Regions from separate parts of the Mus musculus genome. Here regions 2 and 3 are each linked to region 1. Evidence: chromatin contacts called from public HiChIP or PLAC-seq and promoter capture Hi-C data. All regions are on one chromosome and are shown on one strand. The core of a region is the stretch at or near the end of the contact, and the rest is flanking DNA. Distances in the headings are between cores, read along the strand shown.

Region 1 (3,269 bases), core at 369-2,868:
TTAAGTAAGGAAGCAGACTCTCTCTAGAGGGTGGCTACCATAGCTCCTGAAAGCACAAGACGGTAATTTTGTAAGTTTCTGCCTTTGTACTTGATACATGGTTACATATATTCTGATCAGTATTCAAACTAGAAGGCAGTAATGGTTAGAACTGGGGAGGGGTACGGGTTAGGGTCAGTCTACAAACAGGAGAATGCCCACCAGTTTGGCCAACTCTCACCAATACCTGGACTAGACATTAATCAGCCTGTGTGGCTTTTTCTTGGGCCTCCAGGGCCCACTCCTACCTCCTAACCACACAAGGTTAGCCTGGTCTACAAAATGAGACCCTGTATAAAACAACAGCAACAAAACAAACACTTGGGAAGTGGAAAAAAAGAGGATCAGAGATCAGAAGGTCAAAGCCGTCCTGGGCTGGCTACACATCTCAGCTCGAGGCTAGCCTGGGCTACCTCAAAAACTGGAAAATACCAAAAAGGGCTTCTACCACAGTCGAAAGCAATTAGGAAGTACAACTAAAGAGAGCTAGTCCTGTCCATTTTCCAGATAACTGATATACTGGGCATGCCAAAGTTCAGTGGCATAGCACCTGCTGTGCTGGGCATGACAATGTTCAGTGGCACAGCACCTGCTTGCTGTACCTGGTCCGCCCAACTACTGCTTGAAGGAAAAAAGAGGGACGCGGGAAGCAGCATGAAAGGTTCACTGCAATTGCTGCCAGGAGCTGCCAATCATACTAATCTTTATGGCATTAGAGGGCTTGGACCTACTGTATACCGGGTGTAACACCTCCAGGAGCTCTTAAAAGATATATTGAAGGGATGGCACGAGCGCCAGGAGATGCCTCTAAACTCAGGCACTTGCATATGTACACTTAAGTAAATTTAAAAATAAATAAAAGCCGGGCGTGGTGGCGCACGCCTTTGATCCCAGCACTCCGGAGGCAGAGGCCGGCGGATTTCTGAGTTCGAGGCCAGCCTGGTCTACAAAGTGAGTTCAAGGACAGCCAGGGCTACACAGAGAAACCCTGTCTCAAAAAACCAAAAAAGAGAAAGAAAGAGAGAGAGAGAGAGAGAGAGAGAGAGAGAGAGAGAGAGAGAGAGAGAGAAAGAAAGAAAGAAAGAAAGAAAGAAAGAAAGAAAGAAAGAAAGAAAGAACGAACGAACACTGGGTCGTCTGACTAAAGGCGATTCCTGGCAAGCCTTCAGCCCGGAGTTTGACCCCGACGTCCCACGTGAAAGAAAATAACTAGCACGGGTGCTCCTCCGACCGCCACAAGCGGGTCTTCCGCACATGCAAATAAGACAAAATCAAATCCAAAGTATCAATGACAGGGGTGGGCTGACGTGTGAAAAAGCAGCGGGCTACACCAGCAAGCTCAGGTCCCAATTAAGACTGGCCGACGATCACCCTCCAGCTAACACCCGGGAAAACCGCGCAGGTCCCGCTCGCGCCCGCCGCCCTCCCGCAGGCTCACAGCTCCACCCGCGGCACGGCCTCCGCTCCGCCGTCCTCTTCCAGCAGCAGCAGGTCCAGCTCGTCCAGCGGCTCCATTCCTGCCGAAGCCCGCCGGGAGAGCGGGCAGCCGTAACTCGCGGCGCTAGAGAAGCGCCAGCTCGCTGCGCATGCGCAGCAGGCGCCCCGCGCGCCAGCGGCTCCCGCGCTCTCCGCGCCGGGAAGCACAGCGCCGGACCGGAGGCGCTTTTCCGCCGTCTCCACTCCAGGACCGGATGCCTGCATGAACCTGCTGGGCTGCCGCGCAACTGCACGCGTCTCATAGCAATCCCCCGTCTCGGGCTTTTCAGAGCAGGAGAGCGGGAGATGCAGCTGAATTTCCACTACGAACCTGTCTTGTTGCAGGGATCTGATGCCTCCCACCCTCTGGCCTGGAAAGGCATCCTCATGCACATAGTGCATAGTACTCACAAACACACACACAAACAAAATAAATTTTTTAAAAAGTAAATCTAAGCCGGGCGTGGTGGCGCGCGCCTTTAATCCAAACACTTCAGAGGCAGAGGCAGGCGGATTTCTGAGTTCGAGGCCAGCCTTGGTCTACAGAGTGAGTTCCAGGACAGCCAGGGCTACACAGAGAAACCCTGTCTCAAAAAAACAAACAAACAAACAAAAAAAACCAAGCCATCAAAACAAGGATAAAAAATTACTTTTAATATCATATGGATTCTATAACAGACATAGAAGGCAATTTCTTATTTTAGAAAATATCTTCAGTTCTCTTTATTGATAATATAATTGCGATATTTATTTTATAGATTTAAATTACCTTAAGATTGAATGGAATAATTAGCTACAATGTAGTCCAGAAATTAAAATATACAAAAGAGTTTTATAAACAGACTTATCCCCACTCCTGGTACATTTACAAATCACATGATACATTTTTATTTTTAAAGTAAAGATTATAAAAATGAAACTAATTCATCCAATTTTTTCCAAGATGTGACAAGAAATATTTATATACATGAAAAAATGCAGAAATAACATTTGCAGCTTAATTTTAATGTTTTAAAAATCACATCAGTTCTACAAATAACTACCTCTAGAGAAGGCTTGATGCTTCTACTCCATGGGTCATGCTTACAACAAAAAGTGTTCTAAACACAATGATCAGAATTCTTATATTCTAAACAACCTTTTTAAAATGTAACAATCAAAATGTGGTTTATATTTACGCTTCGGACTATGACACACTAAAATTACATTACATGGAAGAACTTATATCTTGACATAATACCTCAGAAACATTGCTTCATCTAAATTGATGGTCCATTTACATTTCCTAGTACATACCAAGTTATTTTAGACAAGCATCTACAATGCTACTCTCCTTTTAAGGGCAAAGATATTTAATCTTTATCATAACTGCCTCTGGGAAACGCAGTGGCATGATAATCAAAGTTCATGGTAATAGCATTTGAACAAGACCTGGGACTTTCTTCATTTGTTGACAATCTCCTTTCAAATACAACAGTAATTTTATTGAGAAGGAAGGACAACTGGGGATATACCTCAGTGTACAGCTGACTTTCTGATGGGATCTCATCATGCCTGCCATGTACAACGTCCTGGACTCAATCCCCAAAGAGAGTTAGAAAGAAAGAGCGCAAGGAAGGAAGTGCTTCTCAAACCACTAGACGGAAAGGTGTCTTTTTACCCACTGGAGAGAATTCTGAGAAGAAACATAATAAGAACACTACTTTGTTGCTGGCTCTGTTTCACAGACCTTACATTTTCAGTTCTCATTCTGC
Region 2 (3,269 bases), core at 205-2,704, 100 kb before region 1:
CACATACCATGTGTTTCTCTTACAGAAACATAAGTTTAATTACCGAGAGCAAAGATGTTTCATATTTTTCAGTGGTCATTTGTCAGCATATAAGTATCAATTCAGTATCTCTTTGAATTTATATTACAATGTTTGATTTTATTTTCTATTTTCAGAAAAACAAGCAAACAAACAAACATTATGCTGGGCAGTGGTGGCGCATGCCTTTAATCCCAGCACTTGGGAGGCAGAGGCAGGCGGATTTCTGAGTTCGAGGCCAGCCTGGTCTACAGAGTGAGTTCCAGGGCAGCCAGGGCTACACAGAAAAACCAAAATAAATAAATAAATAAATAAATAAATAAATAAATAAATAAATATGTGTGAGTGTTTTGCCTGCATGTATGTCTGTGCACCACATGTGCACATTGCCCCCAGCAGCCATAAATTTCCTGGGTTACAAAGGATTTGTGAACCACCATATGGTTTCTGGGAATTGAACTCAGGACCTCTGGAAGAGCAGCCGGTGCTCTTAACCACTGAGCCACCTCTCCAGCCCCTAAAATGTTTGACTTTTAAAATTACTCTTTGAGTTTTAGCTACATGACTCGGCGGCTAAGGGCACCTTCTGACAAGACAAATATGTGGAGTTCAGCACCTCAGTCCACATAATGGAAGGAGAGATCAGACTCCTGAAAATGATGCTCTGAGCTCTACATGTACACTGTGGTATTTGTTTGTGCATACATAAACATTGATTAATTAATTAATTAATTAAAATATAATAAAAATTGTTTCAGGACTCTAAAGCCCTTTTCTGTTCTCTACAGGCATGGCCCATACATGATATACAGATAAACATGCAGGCAAAACCACTTATACTCATAAAAATAAATGGAAAAATTGGCAGGCTCCTAAGAAGGAAGGTCCAGGGCATCAGAGATAAAGAAGATAGAACATTAGTCTTGCATAAGCTATGTCCTATGCCAAGCAAGCTTAATTAAAAAGTATATAACCTTATATACTAGTTCAAGAGGTAGGGGATAGGACAAAGTCAACGGAAACTGTCATACAATGGGGTGAAGTCATCGGGGAGCTAAAGAGACATAGGGTGAACATGGGTTCTCTCCAGAGCATCAGAGACAGAGCACACAGTAACCTAGGGATTGACAACTGTAGCCTGTACAGTGGGAAGAGTTGGGTCCTTGGGATCTGAAGCCACAGCTCCCCCAAGGCCCTTACCAGCTCCAGGCTATTACCAGCTCTGCCAACCATATTCCAGGTTTTAGAGAAGGAGCTGTGTTCTATATAGCAGAGGCTCCACATATCAGAGCCTCAGGGAGAGCCTTAGATCAGTCTAGCCTTCAACAACAACAGCAGCAGCAGCAAAAGCAATTGTTTTTAGTTGCTGTTTGAGGAGCTGGGTGTGGTGGCTCACAGCTACAACCGAAGCACCAGGAGACAGAGGTCAGAAGACTGAAAGTCTAAGTCCCTCCCACCAGGCCCAAGTACCAAGTTCCAGGCCAAACAGAGTTAGGTAGGAAGAGCCTGTTTTTTTTTTTTTTTTTTTTTTTGAGACAGGGTTTCTCTGTACAGCCCTGGCTGTCCTGGAACTCACTTTGTAGACCAGGCTGGCCTCGAACTCAGAAATCCACCTGCCTCTGCCTCCCGAGTGCTGGGATTAAAGGCGTGCGCCACCACGCCCGGCTGTTTTGTTTTTTTAAAACAGAGGATATGGCTCAGTTGGTAGAATGCTTGCCTAACATTCATGGAGCTGGGGTTCAATCCCCAGCTCTGCATAAAAGGTTTGCATTATGGAAAGCCTGTAATACCAAGACTTGGGCGAGGAAAGGAACTAAGAGCAGAGTTCAAGGTCAGCCTGGAATAAGAGACCCAGTCTCAAAAAAAAAGTATGACTTTAAGATCTACTAAAGGCTAGGTAGCAGATGCCTATCTAACCAGCCACTTCTGCTGTTGCTAATGGTACAAGGAAACTTCCTCATGCCTGAGTTGACTGCATAGTCTGTTATGTTCTGTGTTTTGCTGTTCCTGGAAGCCAATCACAATCTTCATTTTCCAGACATTACACTATATGCCAAGTCCATTCTGGCCATGCAAATCCCTCTGCCACATGTAAATAAATGAAGTTATTAAAAGAAATTCATGGGACTAAGCCATGGTGGTACATGCTATAATTGTAATACAAGGAGCCTGAATTTTAAGGCCACCATCATCTACATAGGAAACTCAATGCCAGCCTCAGCTAAATGAAACCCTATCACAAAGCAAACAAACAGCCGGGGCCTAGCAAACACATAAGTAGATGCTCACAGTCAGCTATTGGATGGATCACAGGGCCCCCAATGGAGGAGCTAGAGAAAGTACCCAAGGAGCTAAAGGGATCTGAAACCCTGTAGGTGCAACAACATTATGAACTAGCCAGTACCCCGGAGCTCTTGACTCTAGCTGCATATGTATCAAAAGATGGCCTAGTCGGCCATCACTGGAAAGAGAGGCCCATTAAACACGCAAACTTTATATGCCCCAGTACAGGGGACCGCCAGGGCCAAAAAGTGGGAGTTGGTGGGTAGGGGAGTGGGGGGGAGGGTATGGGGGACTTTTGGGATAGCTTTGGAAATGTAATTGAGGAAAATACGTAATAAAAAAATATATAATAAAAAAAGCAAACAAACAAACAACAATAAATAAACAAATAAGCAAAGTCCACCTTACTTCTTTTTTGAAACAGCACAGCTGCAGAAGCCAGCGTGGCGTGGCCACACAAGGGGAACTCGGCCTCTGGGGTAAACCACCTCAGCCCAAAACGGGAACCTTACAAGGAGAAAAGGTTAAAGAAAAGCAAGGTCAAACCACACAGTCAGGTTAGAACACTTCAGCATCTTCTCCCCTAAATCATTAGTGTGGCTAACAGGGAAAACCTTCCTTAGAGGCGTGAGCACGAGATAGAGAAGCATTCTGCTCCCTCCTGGGAGAGGTCCCAAGGAGCTTGGTCCCCGGGATCCAACATGGCAGAAGAGACCCAACTCTTACAAGCTGTCCTCCAACTTCACACACACACACACACACACACACACACACACACACACACACACACACACTGTGGCATGTGCACAGGCATACACACACACAAATGCATACACACACACAAATAAATGTAAGACAAAAACCTTAAATGTATAATTTACTTTGTGTGAAGTCATCAGTTGGTTGCAGTTTGCGGACAAAAGCGGTTTCAGAGAGGTTCATTTCCCTTGCAATGTCCTGATGAGCAT
Region 3 (3,269 bases), core at 523-3,022, 100 kb after region 1:
GGTCCTACTGTGTAGCATAGGTTGGCCTTGACCTGCTTCTCCTAGTTCCACCTCTAAAGTGCTGGGTTTATAAAATTGCACCAAACTGTTTGTGTGTGTGTGTGTGTGTGTGTGTGTGTGTGTGTGTAGTTACAGGCAGTTGTAAGCTGCTAGATGTGGATGCTGGGAACCGAACCCAGATCTTCCACAGAGCAACAGGCTCTCTTAGCCAGCTCTCGTGTTGTTTTTATAATCCCAAGTGCATACATACAGTGTGATTTGCTGCTTACTGTCATTTCAAATGCCTTTCTCGCGGTTCTTTCTCTGAATGTCAGCCTTGATTGCCCACAGCTACTACAATTATGTATCACCCAGTTACTGCAAGTGGTTCATTGAGCCAGTTCTTGCTTTCCTTGTAATAGTTCCATGGGTTTATTATTTGTTTTACATTTTATTCACCTGTTCTGTTTATGTGTGAGTGTGTTAGTTTGTGTGAGCGCCCATGCATGCACACATGTTGACTGACCTGTGTTGACGTACCATATGGAGATCCAAGGACACTTTTTACTAGTTTCACTGAGGTATTCATACTTGGTGGCAATCATCTTTACTCACAGAGCCTTCCTTCCAACCCCCTAGTAGAACTGTTTTTAGTGTAAGGTTTTCGCTCTGTATTTTATTACATGTATGTGTAATTGTGTACTGTACTTACACAAGCTTCCTTATTTTAGGGTGTATAATGTCAAACTTATTCACTAGATCAATAATTGTTTTTGCTATTTGATACTAGGGTTTGTTTGGTTTGGTTTGGTTTGGTTTTGGTTTTTCGAGACAGGGTTTCTCTGTATAGTCTTGGCTGTCTTGGAACTCACTTTGTAGTCCAGGCTGGCCTTGAACTCAGAAATCTGCCTGCCTCTGCCTCCCAAGTGCTGGGATTAAAGGCGTGCACCACCACGCCCAGCTGTTTTTTGTTTTTCTTAAGACAGGGTTTCTCTCTGCATCCCTGGCTGTCCTGGACCTCACTAAAATCCATATAGAGTTAAGGGCTGCATTAAGGGCTGAGCAACTCTCCTAGGCTGGAGTTTAGTTTTGAATCTCGCTTCAGGGCTTTGAATCCCAGGCCTGAAAGTTTTAAAAAACAATGCCCAGCAATTGCTACCCGAGGATGTATTGCTGTATGGATATCTTGAGAGAGCTTCTCTGCAGTTAAGTCACCTAGCCCTGCTCTTCACTGATTGTTTAATCAGCTTTCACTGTCTATAGGACGGCTGTATCCCAAGCTGATGTGCTTGGGCCTGCACTACTTTTGCAGATAAAATACCCAGGGGTTTGGAGCAGGGGCCTCATTGCTACTGAGCCCGTGCTGAGTCTTCGTCGTGCCAGCAACTTGTGGTTTTGAAGGTTTGATTCATTTCTTCTGCCCTCGTGTCCATGGTTGGCAGCACACCAAAAGACTACTAGATTTGGCCCGAAAAGCTCATTTAGCAGTGTTCCAAGAAGAGTGGAATAAGCAGTGTGTTGTGGTCATAAAAAAGCCTCCTAAACTATGTGCTGATCTCTACAGGTTCCCCGATTATATAACATCAATGTTTAGTGAGATGCTTGCCGTGAGAATTAAGGCAACTCACAATCCTGTTTTGATTTGTCACAGAGCCCAGGCTGCTGAGGACCTCTCCCAACCGTTCCTGATGGTCATCCTGCCCCCTCCTCCCCAGGGCTGAGATTACAGGCATAGGCCAAGGAACACCTGTGGTTTATGGGGATTGAATCCAGGCTATCGAGCACATTAGGCATGCAATCGCTCCACCAAGTGGGCTACATTCCTAACTGCCTCTCCTCTCCTCCACACTGCCAACCCCGCTTCACTTGCGGCCCAAGCTGTTCTCAAACTTAAGTGATTCAGAGCATAACGCTAAAGAATATATTTTCTTTATGTTCCTGTAATTAAACTGACATTGTTTTACAAAGACATTTTAGGGTAATTATGTGTAGTAATTATACAAATCAAGGCATGAGGTCCATGTGGTCCATGTGTTAAGACACATATCACCCCCATCCCATCCTTTTTTTTTTTTTTTTTTTTTTTTTTGGTTTTTCAAGACAGGGTTTCTCTGTATAGCCCTGGCTGTCCTGGAACTCACTCTGTAGACCAGGCTGGCCTCGAACTCAGAAATCTGCCTGCCTCTGCCTCCCAAGTGCTGGGATTAAAGGTGTGCGCCACCATGCCTGGCTACCCCATCCCATCCTTAAAACATACTGTGCATATTTATCCGTGAGGTATATTACATGTGTATGGGCATTTTGCTTCCATGCATGTCTGTATCACATTGTGAGCCAGCATGTAGATGCTGGGAATCAAACCTGGGTTCTCTGGAAGAGCAGTTCTCTTAACTGCTGAGAAGGCTCTCCAGCCCATATTTATAGGTCTTATAAAGATGGTGTGTGTTGCTATCTCATCCAAATAATGCCAGATGCGGCAGTTTGCCCCTGCACTCCCAGCATCATGTGTCGTCCAGAAGTTTGAGTAGTGCCTGTGAACACAGCATCTGGGTGAGCACTAGACATCCGAGGAGTGGTCCTGTGGTCATCCTTTCTTCCTTGCCTTTGTCCTTTGTATTCATCGGTGGGGCTGCAGGTCGGGAGGAAGTTTCTCTGCTATCTGAATCGGTAGACATGCCCGAGGATGTAGAACCTGCACCGTGGAAAGGGACCGGGCAGTGGGAGACGGGGAAAAGTGAGTGACGGTGGTAGATGGTCCCTGTAATTTTGGACCATCTGGGTAGAGTGACAAGAGAGTCAAGACCAATACGCCATACATTATATTATTTAATAAAAACAAAAAAAAAACTTTTCAATTTGTTTTTGAGATTTGTTTACTCTGACTTTGTTTTGTCCCTTTTAGCCCTGGCTGTCCTGGACTCATTTTTGTAGAGCAGGCTGGCCTCAAACTCACAGTTCCACCTGCCCCAGTCTCCCTAATGCTGGGATTAAAGGCATATGCCCAGCTTCTTTACTTGGGTCTTTGTTCTTTGTGTTTGAAGACAGGGTCTCACAATGTAACCCTGGCTGTCCTTGAACTCGTGGTGTAGATTCATCTGACTCTGCCTCCTGAGTGCTGGGATTCAAGGCCTGCACCATTATGCCTGGCTTGATGCTAGGTTTAAATTTATCAAGGACAACATAAACAAAACTACAAATATGACACAGGAGATATGTGGAGGTCAGAGGTCAATTCATGGATTCAGTTCTCTGCAACATTTGTCACAGGAATGGAACTTGGGTCACTAGAC

What was found. Promoter capture Hi-C pulls out the DNA fragments that hold promoters and counts their contacts. HiChIP or PLAC-seq counts read pairs in DNA pulled down with a chosen protein or histone mark.
Region 2: a contact with region 1 is called in a promoter capture Hi-C map of liver. The contact joins the enhancer-like site here to the promoter of Dna2 in region 1. A contact is called at or near these places in 9 of 39 promoter capture datasets (the 3T3-L1 cell line, 3T3-L1-derived adipocytes, embryonic stem cells and 5 more), 2 of 484 Hi-C or Micro-C datasets (the C2C12 cell line and cortical neurons), 1 of 115 datasets of contacts at active chromatin or transcription factors (embryonic stem cells) and 3 of 9 other capture datasets (adipose tissue, liver and pancreatic islet).
Region 3: a contact with region 1 is called in an H3K27ac HiChIP or PLAC-seq map of embryonic stem cells, with 7 read pairs. The contact joins the enhancer-like site here to the promoter of Dna2 in region 1. A contact is called at or near these places in 6 of 39 promoter capture datasets (the 3T3-L1 cell line, the HPC-7 cell line, cranial neural crest and 3 more), 2 of 484 Hi-C or Micro-C datasets (cerebellum and cerebral cortex), 4 of 115 datasets of contacts at active chromatin or transcription factors (cardiomyocytes, embryonic forebrain and embryonic stem cells) and 3 of 9 other capture datasets (adipose tissue, embryonic tail and pancreatic islet).

The regions. Positions count from the first base shown.
Region 1 is chr10:62,945,378-62,948,646 of GRCm38.p6, reverse strand. Dna2 (DNA replication helicase/nuclease 2) reads right to left here and starts at 1,618. Exons shown (of 21, transcript NM_177372.3): 1 at 1,478-1,618. The coding sequence starts at 1,554. Slc25a16 (solute carrier family 25 (mitochondrial carrier, Graves disease autoantigen), member 16) reads right to left here. Exons shown (of 9, transcript NM_175194.2): 9 at 2,153-3,269.
Region 2 is chr10:63,047,481-63,050,749 of GRCm38.p6, reverse strand. Pbld2 (phenazine biosynthesis-like protein domain containing 2) reads right to left here. Exons shown (of 10, transcript NM_026085.2): 3 at 3,183-3,269; 4 at 2,710-2,808. Among named protein-coding and RNA genes, the nearest start is that of Gm16143, 8.4 kb to the left of the region's middle. Within about 2 kb of position 1,454, at least 14 of the 459 cell types and tissues checked have an H3K27ac peak or open chromatin away from gene starts, as enhancers often do. A contact at or near this core is called in embryonic stem cells and liver, where this site is marked.
Region 3 is chr10:62,845,659-62,848,927 of GRCm38.p6, reverse strand. All of the region lies in intron 3 of Tet1 (tet methylcytosine dioxygenase 1), which reads left to right. Among named protein-coding and RNA genes, the nearest start is that of Gm51805, 18 kb to the left of the region's middle. Within about 2 kb of position 1,772, at least 38 of the 459 cell types and tissues checked have an H3K27ac peak or open chromatin away from gene starts, as enhancers often do. A contact at or near this core is called in cerebellum, cerebral cortex and embryonic stem cells, where this site is marked.